Regions from separate parts of the Mus musculus genome. Here region 1 is linked to region 2. Evidence: chromatin contacts called from public promoter capture Hi-C data. All regions are on one chromosome and are shown on one strand. The core of a region is the stretch at or near the end of the contact, and the rest is flanking DNA. Distances in the headings are between cores, read along the strand shown. Region 1 holds the start of Tafa4 (TAFA chemokine like family member 4). Region 2 overlaps Suclg2 (succinate-Coenzyme A ligase, GDP-forming, beta subunit).

Region 1 (6,309 bases), core at 1,596-4,095, 1.5 Mb after region 2:
CTTCAGGGAGGATAACTTAACACCGAATGATCAAGTGGAGGGAGGCTTTGAAGACATCTTGTGATCCTGGATGACCTGGCACCAACATCCGATGATGCAAACACCTGTACGCCAACAATTCAGCCCACTGCTCCGGTGGCTGCAGTATGGTGGACAGAGCACACACAAACCTAGTCCATTTCCCATGATGTTTCCTAAGGAAACAGAGCCACAGAGGGGCTGAAAACCCCCAAAGGGAAAGGGAACATAAAGGGGAGAGTACACCTATGCAAGTTCTAATGAGATTGTAAAACCCCGATTGGAAAATTTTAGCATTAGGCTAAGCCACGTAACATAGAAACTCCCCCAAACTCTACAACCAGGCAACTAATTGGAGAGTTGGAAAGTGTCAAAAAAGACTCCATCCCCTTACCACAGGCAATATAGGATTCCATACCCAGTATACTCGGTATGATAGGGTGATTTTGGTCAATGCAAGCTCAAAACAGGCAGAGGATTGGCTGCTGATGACATCATGCCCATTGGTTAATCCCCAGTGAATACAGTTTTAATATCATATGCATCGATATATCATTTACATAACAAAGTATTGTAATAAGTGTGACAGTAAACGAAGGGGGCAGACAAATCTGCTATTAACAAAGGCTCTGTGACACAGAAAAGGAGGTGGGTGTGGGGACAAAGCAAAGATCTGTTCTTTTTTACTAGCAGGAACTAGGTTATCAAACAATACACGCCTCAAAAAAGATCACAAAATGAATATTGAAATCCAAGTGACCTAGAACAGTCCAGTCCTAGAAATATCAGAGGCTGCTTCCAATAAAGAATATTCAATAGCAAAGAGATATTCACAGGTCTATTTTGCAATGAGGTGAAATAATACAACCATTCACAACCTGCAAACTGCCTTTCTGAAGAACTTTATTACAGATAACAGGGAAAACAAGCCAATCAAATCATGACTTAAGTCTTCCAACACATTGTGACATGTCAAAGGTAGTTAGCACTGAGAGAAGAGAGCGAAGTCTAGAAAAACAGGATGGGAGAGGAACTTAAGGGAGGAAACCTTGAAACACAGCCATCGATCAAGCTATTGAAACAAACTATTGATCAGAAAGCATCCACACCTAGAAAGCTCTGTGCACCAAAGAGTGATGCCAAATCTCTGGGTCATTTGGAGAGGACATTAGTCACCATCAGTTGGAGAGACCCTGGAAATCTTAACAAGACCTGTATTTCCAACCCAGAGGACGTGGGCTTGCACCCCTGACTTGTGACTCTCAAGTTAGCAGAAATGTGCCTCATCCAAGAATCGGTTGTAGAATTCTTCAAAGCAAATCAAACGTCTGTTCCTAAATAGCCAAGCGGTCAACAACACTAACTACATTGTCAGACTGCCATTCCTAAATTATATTGGGGTTTTGTTGCTGGTTTGTTGTTTGCTTGCTTGTAGCAAAGATGTTTTGACGAAGCTTAGTCACTGATGTGCACAGGTTTGGTTGCCTGAGTCAGCAGATGGGCTATCCCCGTATCAAGGATTACAGGAAATATCAGACTAAGGACTCAATGGAAATACCCCCTCTCCCACTGAGGCCGCCTCCAAGCAGGGATTTTTGCCTGTCACATCTTATTAACTTTGCTCTTCTCGGAGGGAAGGGCATTAAAAAGTTAAAAGCAAAAAGAGTTCTGGGATCAGTACGCTTCACCAAAAGGGATACTTCAGTCCCGGTGGGGGTTGGCACATGGCTGCTACTCCAAGAGTCTGTGAACTTGTACATATGCATATTTCTGGCTGATTCATAACTCAGCGTTCAAGGGAAAAAACACACTAACACACTAGCAAGAAGCTTGTGGCTTGGGCTGCCTTCCCAGGTGCAGGCTATAAAGCTTTCTATTTCCAATTCTCCAAGGACAAGCTTGGGTTAAAGACGCCCTGCGGTGCGGTGCGAGACAAGTGGCCATGTAACTGAAGCAAGAGGGAAATAAATTTTGAGGCGCTTGCAGCTTTGGTGGACAAAGCCGAGATGCCTCACCAGAACTCTAAGACCCTTCCCTGTTAACCACCTGCGCTCCCAGTCAGCCCAAGCTGTCGGAGGTCCAGGAACCAGCCCACCTACTTCCTCCTGCTGATACTTGTAAGGACCCCTGCTCGGATGCAAAAGGATGAGACCTCAGTGGCCAGACAGAAGCTCCAGCTCTTGGGGTGTTCGCCCTGAGACTGCTCACCCCAGTTCATCAAGTGGCTGCCTCAGCACCAGTAGGGCTCCAGAGTCTGAACTCCCAAATTGGAAGTGGCTGCTGCCCGCCGTCCCTACTCATAACCCCTAGCTGCACGTCGTATCCTTCTCAGTGTCTCTTCTAACTTTAGGATGCACGCGGCTGATTCAAGTACTTCCCCCTGCTCCCTGCTAAATGCTGGAGTGACTAGGGCTAGCTACACCGAGACTAGTGAAACTGAAATTAGCCCCAAAGGCCACTCTTCTCGCGGAGACCATGCTTAAGCATAAGGTTCAAGGCTGCTCTAACCCCTTCTCCCGCCAGCTCTACCCCAGAGCCCATTCTTACTAGACTAGAAAGAGCAGCCGAGTCAGATCCGGGAGTCCAGAGTGAAGCGCCGATCACAGCACTGAAACCAAAGGATGCTCAGCTGGCGACTTGCGCCCATCACCCTCTTAGTACGGCCGAAAGTGGGGAAAGTTCCGGTGCTGCTGCAAAGAGAAGCCAAAGCTACCGTGGGAAGCGCCGTGTCTTAAAGAAGAAACATTGTCCCAGCCAGATCCCAGAGGGTGCAGACAGCCCTGCGCGCCCAGCAAGTGCGCCCCGTCCAGGGTGGCTCCAGGCTAGCAGTGCAGAAACCAGCCCAGAGCTAGCTGACCAGGAGGAGCCCGGCTGGCCGCTGACAGCGCTGATTGGCCAGACTGCCCGATTGCTGGCGCCCTTGTCAAACCCCGCAGTCCACGTGGGCCTGTCCTCTGAGCCCCACCCCCCCTCCACCCCTCTTCCCTCACCTCCCTACCGTACTGCTGTGTGCGCCTCTCCTAAGCGAGCGCCTCGCTGTGGCCACTACTCCGCAGGTGCTGGAGGAAAGGTGTTGATTCTTCTGAACACCTGAGAGCCAAGTTAAGCCCTGCAAACGGTAGGAGAATTTGGGGTTCCGCTCCCAGTTGAAACCATTTCCTCCACAGAGGTCCCACTACAGACTGCAAGCAGGCATCTTCTAACGTGTGCAAAAGCAGTCTGGCTGCATGCGTAATGTCTTTGCGTGAGAAAAAGAGAAAACTTGACACACAGGTTAATAGCTAAATGATTTTCTAAAACAAAAACAAACAAACAAACAAACAAACCTGTTTTAATGGGACTCATTGCCTAAGCATGCCAGAGACCAGCACTAGCACTACATAAAACTAGATGCAGTGATGCAGTCTGTGACCCTAGCAGGAGGATCAGAAGTTCAAGGTCATCTAGACGACATAGCGCGTTTACCGTTAGCCTGAATCCTGTCTCTAAAATCCAGTTCTTTGATGCCTTACCTCTACCTTGTTTCCAGCCCCATCCAATCGCTTTTCCCTCTTCCCTCACAGAAGTAACCAACAATCAGCGGCATTTAAACAGTATCTTCTCTCATCTGACCGCCATTGTATAGATGAGAAAACTAAGGCTCAGAGAGGCTAAATAATTTGCTCACAATTGTGGAGTTAATTAGTAGTAGTACCGCTTATATTTGACCCCGGTTAGCAAGCACGTGCCTTCTCTCTGAGACCAGGCTAGAATTTTGGACTTTCAGGCTCCACCCTAGAACCAGAATTTTCATTTAAACTCAAAGTCCCCATGTGGTTGTTATATGCATGCAGTTTGAAAACCACCATTCTCTGTCACCGTGCTGTCCTCTGCCACTGGCTAACAGCTCCCCCCACCCCACCCCCAGTCCTTTTATTTTTCATTGAATTAAAATGATGAGCCATCTACCGCAGACGCATCCACATATATCCACTTTCTCTCCCTGCTGCTTGGTCTCATCCAGGCCACTGCCCTTGTTTCCCACGCCTCCTGCCACACACACAAGCCACACCACATTATTTCCCTGATTGCAAAACAGTGACAATCCCTGGCTCTTTTGTTATCAAAATTGGGGCCTTGCAAAGTCAGTCACGCTATTAAATTGTCACCAACCTAAGGGTTTTCAACCATGAGCAACCCTTGCGAGCGTGCCTGTTCCTATGATGGTACAGTTAAAGGACATCCTGGTAAATGTCCAATGATGTGATATGCCGAATGCAGCAGTTGACAGAGGCAGAATGCCCCCTATGAACTGAGCTATACGGCCAAATCAGCACCACAGAAAGGTAAGTAATGGGAGGAGGGAGCTAAAGGAGTTCCAATTATTTCTTCATCCAGCTGCTTATCAAATGCCATGTCATCAAATGCTATGTGCCAGGCTTTGGGATGCTGTGACCAACCCAGCAGGCGTGACTTCTGTCTATAGTTACAGGGAAGGTTGGGCACCAAGCAATTCAACCAATGTACAAAAGAGGCAAATTCAGAGCAAAATATGTATTAAAAGATTATAGAATGAGCACAGGAATTATGGCGGTGTCCATAATTCAGATTGTCTGCCCTGGTAAAGTCACTGACATGGTGACAGCCAAGATCTAAAGGACAGAAGGTCTACCAAACAAACATCTAAACAGAGACTGTCACCAGCATTAGCTCAGTTGTCCTCTCGTAAAAACAACAACAACAAAACCAGCTCTGCCACTCATTGCATAGGCCCCTCCTTCTATCCTGCCAGCTGTTATGCACCATTTGAAGTTATGTCAAATCAATCAATGTCTGTATTATTAAAATGGGTCAGACTATTTTTTTTTATGTAAGACCAAGTGAAGGTCATGCCAACAGGTCTTTTGTTTGGTTTTTGTTGTTGTTGTTGTTGCCTTTGCATTTATGCACGGAAACTCACAAACTCCCTTTGTGCCTCTAGGAATTCTTGTTATTTGAACTTTATGTTTCTCTTTCCTCCTCTTATAACAGATGGAACGAGATAGTGGGCATATCTTGGTTTATAATACACACACCTGTGACTGAGCCTGTGGCAGGACATTCTGACACTACTAAGCCTATTTACAAAAATCTCTCCATTATCAGGGTGGGGAAGATGGTTCCATGGATAAAGCACTTGCCACTCAAACCTGGTGACCTGAGTTCAAACCCCTGGAACTGATATAAAATCTGGACTCAGTAGTACATGGATCTATAATTCCAGGGCAAGATTGGATGTAAAGACAGGAGACTCAGTCAGGCTTATATGGCAACGTCTGCAATGACAGTTTGTCTCAAGCAAGGGAAGAGGTGAAAACTGGCAGCCAAGTTTGTCTTCTGACCTCCACGCATGCCCTGAGACACACATACGCACAAATCCCCTTATTATTAAGTAAAACTTCAATTTAAAATTCTTTTCTTGCAATGCTCATGTACCTGGAGTATAATTTTTCCGTAGAAGACTAATAATGATAACAACAAACATTAATCATAGCTGTGTGTCTGAGTATGCTAAGTGCTTTATGGGGTTATCATGCTCATCTTCTGAAAAAGTAAATTTCTCTTAGTACAGCTTCTATTCCACAGATGAAAAAGCTCCATCTCCAAAAAAAGGTCAAATAATAAGCCCGTGGTCCTGAGCCAGTCTGTCACCTAAAGTCTGTGCCAGAGTGGCTAGCAGAAACAAATGAAGCAAGCCTTTAGAATGCAAAGAGCATGTGTCTATCCCACTGCATTGGTCTTTGAAATCTTCAAAGCGCCAGTCACTCACCTTTTTTTTTATTTACCCCAGCCCTTTAACTTTCAAGTTCACTTTTCTCACTAAATATTTGCTTTGCATTCCCTTGCTTCAAACTGGGAACTATAAGGACCTTGATAAATGAAACAACTTGTGTACTTTTTTTTATTTGTGTGAGGCTGATCAGCTCTTCTTTCCTCTGAGGAAACGCATCGGACTTCTTAGAACTGTCTACTTTGACATACACCGATATCTCACTCACTGACAGCTCTTTAACACAAAGGAGGCCCACCCCTTACCCAAGTAGCAGAAAAACAGGCGAGGAGCAGCATTACCCCTCCCAGAGGGGATGCTGAGTGCCGTGTAAAACACCGGCTTCACCTCTCCTTACACAGATATGAATAGGTCTTCCCTCCTGCCAGAGAATGAACTTTTGAAAATGAATCAAGATCTGTTCTCACAGCTTCCCCATAGCTCTGATCCTGGAGAAAGCCCAGGGTACTTGCAGTGAGGAAAAGATATAAGGCTCCTCTGGC
Region 2 (6,346 bases), core at 244-2,743:
GGGAATCACAAGTGGATGTGCAGACTCTCCTCTGAAACAAGCACATCTATGTCTGGCATCTCTGAAATGGGAGTACCCTCAATGCCAAGGGACACACTTCTAAATTTTAACCATTGGGTCTTTATTCACTCAGCTAAAACCTGGTCCAAACAGCAGACACGAGAACTGTCTCAGAGCCTCTAGGCTCAAAGTAGGCGTGGTAAGGACTGAGAGAGGAGTCTGAAAACCTGCCCTAATCTAAGTGCAAACTTGTGTTCCCACTTTCTTAACATGCTGGGTTGCACATTCCCGTGTGTCCATGTGCATGCGTGCGCTGGCACATGTGCACTTGTGTGCACACTGAGGTGCCAAGGGTTAACACTCGGTCTCTTTCTTAGTTATACCATACATTGTTTTTGTGACAATGACCCTCAATGAACCTAGAGCTCACCAACTGCGAGGGTGGCTGGCTAGTGACCCCTATGATCTTTCTAACTCCAGCCCCCAAGAGCCCCTCAGAGATGCAGTTAAAGCTTTCATAACTGGCCTTTACATGGATGCAGGGGATGGGAACTCAGGTCCACAGGCATACATGGCCAGCACTTTACCAACTGAGCCATCTCCCCAGCAAGAGCTATGGGGAGACAGGGATCGGTAGGGAAGAATTTACTGGTAACTATATTTATGAACATTCTACTCATGTATTTACCTTTGTTACCTCTGAATGTTAAGAGATACTCTGCTTGAGTTCTCCCTCAGGTGTCAGTGTGCATACAGTTTCTGTAATAATATATAGGAAAAGAAACGAGACTGATAGGCCAGGCTTTCAGCTGGTTTGGCTGTAGTGGTATAGCTCTGTGAAGCTATCTGAATCTATGTGGCTACATCCACAGTGTGATGTTTTGAAGATCGGAGGGCTCTCAAAAGCCCAGGGATTTGTAGAAAACCCAAGGCCTCGAAAGCCTGTGGCCAGGGATGTCCAGACTAGGAAGAACTGATCACGTCAGTAAGCTATTTCCTCTGTTCCCTTCCCACAATGCAGACCCCACCCTCTCCTAAGATTTGGTCATTCTGGTGGTGTGGCAAGTCTTTGTGAGATTTCTCTTTCTCCCCACTCCTCTCTCTAAGAATAAAATCCCAAACTCCTAATTTGGTCGTTCACCCACCCTGAGGGGAGCCCAGCCTAAGCTTAGCCTCCTCAGCGTTCTTCTCTTGGCCTTCAGCTGCTGCACTTCCCTTTTTCTCTGCTCTGCTTGCTCGGTCCCTTTGTTCACTCATGTGTCACTACTTTACAGACCCCCTCTCTGCTCACCCCACTTGCAGTAACTCAAGACTTACTGTTGAGACTCCACCAAATAGTAGATTGCTTGCCAGCGGTAGCTGGGCTCAGACTGTAATTTCCAACTTAATGGAACCCGGTGAGATGCAGTCCTAGGAAACTTGGGGCCTCTTCTGGTTGTGTCTGGCTCACAGACTGACAGACCATCTTCCCACACCTTCCTGTCTGCCGGGTCAGAGCCAGCCTCTCCTAGTCCCTTGCCACTCCCCCTAATATTTGTTCACAAGATCCTGTCTGGGTCAGGTCTTGAGACTGTGACAAATACACTCATTCCTGCCCAATTTTTGGCTTCTTGACCTGAAGAAAATTATCCAGAGTGGCACCTGGCAGTATGTGCTGTACCCAGCTCTCTGGGTGGTTCTCCAGCATGATAGACTTTGACAAGTAGGCTCTAAGGTTGTGTTGCTAATTGTGGTGAGAGAAAGACCAAAGGCTGAGGCTTCTGTATATTGCATCTCCTGCCCAGCCTTTATGTTGCATCTCTGTCAAAACACTCTACCCTAAAAAACCAAACTTATGCTGGTTAGCTTTTTATAGGTACTTTAAATAAAAAATCAAAACCAAACAACCAGATTGTATGAAATGGGTGTTCATATACCAGGTAACTGAAAGGGCTTGCTGGAGAGTCGGCTTGGTTGCACTGACGGCCTCCATGTATCTAAAGGGCTTTTTTGCAGCTTTTAAGGAAGGAAAAAATAAACTTCTCAATTTATAGCTCTGTCTTGTGAGGGAAGCAAAATCTGATGTTCTGCCATTACTAACTCGGAAAGCAGCCACGCTTATCAAGATGGCATCTGACAGGATGGAGTGGGTCTGCCCTTGCCGCTATCGATTTCCATGTGGAAAAACTTAGACCCTGTTCAGCTCTTCTTTTCCTTTTAAAAGACACACTCTGGCTCCAGGGAGAAATGCTACAGTTTCGGAGGAGCCCAGTTATCAATGCCAACTAAATGTTTTCTTGAACCAAACACATCCATGATGCATATCTACCCTGTATTCACTCAAGATCATGAAAAAAAAAAAAAAAGAAGACATACAAAGAACTTCTTTCTGCAGAGGTCACATGTGAAGAAAGAGACGCACACACATATACATACAAATGAATGAAACCATCTTTTTCTTCTTTTCACAAGCAGGGGGTGAGCCTGTGCATGTGTGCATGTTCACATGTGCTCCCAGAGGTGGGAAGCAGAAGTCAAGATGTCAGGAATCTTCCTGCAGAATCCTCCTATTCTCTGAGACAGGGTCCCTCAATCAAAACGAAAGGTTGCCAATAGGGCTAGCCTGGGCAGTCAGTTTGTTCTAGAGCATCCCCTAGCCCAGGCTCTGCATTCTGAGGCTAGAACTAAAGGAACCTTACCTGCCTCGTGTTTATGTGGGTTTTGGGCATACAAGCGTGGGTCGTCTTGCTTGTATAGCAAGCATTTTAAGTGCTGAGCCATCTCCCAAGCCCAAAATAACACTTCAAAACAAACAAACAAACAAACAAACAAACAAAACTCTCACAAACTTTTCATGTGTATGTTCACACTGTTGGACAGCCCGCACTTAATAAACACAGAGAGAGCAACAGGAACATGTTACATTATAAACAGATTTATCTCTACCACTGACTTTGTTCATTCTGAATGCTCGTAACATGTGCCTGAGAATGACAGGTCAAATCACATTTCTTTTTTGACACACCAAAAGCAATGTTGCACAACAATACCTATGAATATTTTACTGTTTTCATTTCCATAAAAAAAGGGACTTCTGCTGGGCAGTAGTGGCGTACGCCTTTAATCCCAGCACTTGGGAGGCAGGTGGATCTCTGAGTTCGATGCCAGCCTGGTCTACAGAGTGAGTTCCAGGACAGGCAGGGCTACACAGAGAAACCCTGTCTCAGGAAAACAAAAACAAAGAAAAAGAAAGAAAAAAGGGGCTTCTGAAAAGGGTCAAGCACTGAAGTGTCACGTTTTAGCCCCAATCTCCACATCTGGTAGTCAGAGATTTATAATAAGATATAGAATTATAATTGTGTCATTTTCATATCCCATTAGCATTATACTTATTAGGTTAGCTTATAATGAAATATCCTTGGTGACCATAATTTGTTTTTACCCAACTGTCAGGGTGGTACACAGATTTAGCTGTGCATAGACCCTCTGAAGACATCTATTAAAATCCAAATAGTAACATCTTAGTGGGTTCCTATTTAACTTTCTGGATCACTTCTAAACTCTTCAGGGAATGGCAGGAGTCACCTGTAACAGTTAGACCCCTTTATGGGCACATCTGGGCCCTGGGTGTGTACAGGAGGGATTACGTAGATGAACTCCAGTGGGAAGATGCATGCACACTACTGTGACTGGCACAAGTCTATTAGGGTCGGGGTCTCAGCCTTCCTGAATAAGTGCACCAGCATCTTTCTTGGCTTACTAACTGTAAAACGGCATGGCCAGCTGCCTTGTGACTCCTAACATGATGGCTGTACCCCCATCCTGCAAGGGATGTCCTTTGTTTCTTAAATGGTTTGCCTGGTGCTTTGTCACATCAACAAAAGTAACAAGACAACCAACCTCAGTTAGATATGTGGTCACCAGAGACATTTAGGGAGAGAAATAAAATTCCCCTACACGTAGGTGCTAGGTTAAAAAGGGGAAACTGCAATAGAGCTATCTGTAAAAGGATGACTGTAAGTGTGTACTCCCAAGCTTACTTAGAAACATACACCATGAAAAGACTCAGAGGAGATCATATGATGGTGACAGAAAACCATTTAAATATTTTAAGCATGGAGAAATGAGTAAAATACAAGAAAGCACAATGGAATCTGAAACAGGTAATAAGAATCTTGATATATAAAAAAATCCAATGATGTAATTAAAAAAATCAGTTTGTTGTTCAGTGGGAAAACATAAAATGAATCAAAGTTCTCTTAGAAACCCCTGTGCACAGCAACAGAAGGAAACAGTGGAGGCAGAGAGAGTGCCCATCTTATTAACTGTTACAGAAGGACTGAGGACCAATGAGTGATCCATTGTCTTCTGTGTCCTTCTGTATGTCCCAACCTCTGTCATGACAGTGCATCAAATAACAGATCTGCATTATTTAGGAGACAACACAAATGCTGTGGATAAGGAATTCTGAAATTTATTAGCTTTCAAAAAAGCTAGAGACAGCCAGGAGATATGGCTGAACAGGCAAAGGTGCTCGCTGTCAAACCTAATGACCTGAGTTTGATCTCTGGGACCACACAGTGGAAGGAAGACCTAACTTGCACACACTGCCCTCTGGCTTCTACACGTACACTTGCAGCACCTGTGTACCCTACTCTTCCTCACCCCACACCCACCAAAAAACTAAGTAAATAAATTCAAACAGTGTTATTTCTTAACTAGTGAAGAATATATATGAGAAATAAATTTTTTTTAGAGAATGATAAAAACAAAAACCAAATCGATCACGCAAGCTCTGTGGTTCTAAACAGGCTTCCCAGAGCCACGCAGGAGCTTCTGACCATGAGTGTAAAGCCTTTAGGACTAGATAGACACTGCATCATTATTGCAGTGTGAGCTAAGGTCAGTGCCACCCCAGCTTCCTTGTAACATCGAGATGCGTGTGGGAAAGAAAGAGGCTGTTCTCTGCATACAGTTTCTGAGTATCTGCAGCCTCAGTCATGAAGTCCTTAAGACTTGCCAAAAGCCAAATGAAGACTGGCTCTCCATGTAAGGCAACAGAACCAGTGACCTCTGCAACTGAGTGCTTTTCCCCAGCGGTCAGAGTCCTTCGAGATGGAATGGGTACATTCTAACAGAGTAAAACCCTCCAGACCATATACATCTACATGCTGGAGAGTACACCGTGCTGCTACAATCCCCAACGATGCTGGCGTGCTAGCTCCATGCTGCTCCCATTTGAGGAGCTGGGTCTTGGCTTAACTGATGCTATAATGAACTTGGCTCCATTTCAGAAGAACATGCCAAGTCTTCCTGTATTTGCTCAAGTTTAACTTGCCTTATGATGCTGCTTTCTTTCTGATTTTGAAGGTCTCATTCAATTCCAAAATTCTATAGCACAAGAAAATTTAAAACAGTTTTAAAAGAAGCTTCACTTAAAATTAGATTCAAACACACACTCGATGGTTGAATGTAGCCCTCCCTCAGTGTTTCACTGAAGTCTGTGATATCTGAACTCTGCTTGGTTTGCAATGTCCATGCATATGTCAGGGCCACTTATGATGCAGGTCTTTTGAGCCCCTGGCTTCTTTGCTCAGCAAAACCTCCTCTCAGGGAATAAAAGGGGGTGGGGGGAACACCATCCCTTCGAGTGTCTCTGTCCCTTCTGGCTATGGACCTACTAGTGCAGACAGACCCAGCCTCCACCTCTGCCATCTCTGGAATCTAAGCCTCATGTCCTGTGCTGGTCAGAAAAGATGACAAGTACCAACAGATGTCACACTACCCAGCAGTGAGTTCAAATCAGCACCTCAGCTTTCTATCAGTGCCTTATAAGCTAATGGCAGAAATGACAAACAACTGTCACAAAACATCACCTAGGATCCAAGGCACCTACTACTCTGATGTGTTAAAGGAGTAGAAATAATTCTGGTATGTTTTAGCAAAACAGAGAAACAAAAATTATACTAAATCTAGCTAACAGAAATAAGGTATCAAAGGCTTACCAACAAAAATTTCATTTTTAAAATTTGTAAGAAAATGGAATTATATTTCCTTGTTGTTAATAATAATTGTAGAAAAATATCCTCTGCATTTGTCTTCCAGGAACAAAAGCCTGTGCGTCAGATTAAAGAGGAATCAACCAAAACCAAAAGAACATACTCTTAAAGCAGTCTTGAGGGATGGGGGTGGGGGTGGACTTCAGGCACAGATGTTAGCTGGGGATCTCCAAGGTCCCGTAACTTGCCAGCCTGAAGCCACCCTATTATATGTGTACAATGAAAAGAGAGACTTCAGTTCAGAGCCTTTAAATCACACGATCTGCTAAGCCGGAGACAATTCAGTGCACAGCCCACCACATGTACTG

What was found. Promoter capture Hi-C pulls out the DNA fragments that hold promoters and counts their contacts.
Region 1: a promoter capture Hi-C map of hematopoietic stem and progenitor cells shows a contact between it and region 2, with 5 times the contacts expected there. The contact joins the promoter of Tafa4 here to the enhancer-like site in region 2. A contact is called at or near these places in 12 of 39 promoter capture datasets (the 3T3-L1 cell line, 3T3-L1-derived adipocytes, the C10 cell line and 7 more), 1 of 115 datasets of contacts at active chromatin or transcription factors (embryonic stem cells) and 1 of 9 other capture datasets (embryonic stem cells).

Annotation. Positions count from the first base shown.
Region 1 is chr6:97,057,566-97,063,874 of GRCm38.p6, forward strand. Tafa4 (TAFA chemokine like family member 4) reads right to left here and starts at 2,846. Exons shown (of 6, transcript NM_177233.5): 1 at 2,566-2,846.
Region 2 is chr6:95,551,273-95,557,618 of GRCm38.p6, forward strand. All of the region lies in intron 9 of Suclg2 (succinate-Coenzyme A ligase, GDP-forming, beta subunit), which reads right to left. Among named protein-coding and RNA genes, the nearest start is that of Suclg2, 160 kb to the right of the region's middle. Within about 2 kb of position 1,494, at least 39 of the 459 cell types and tissues checked have an H3K27ac peak or open chromatin away from gene starts, as enhancers often do. A contact at or near this core is called in hematopoietic stem and progenitor cells, where this site is marked.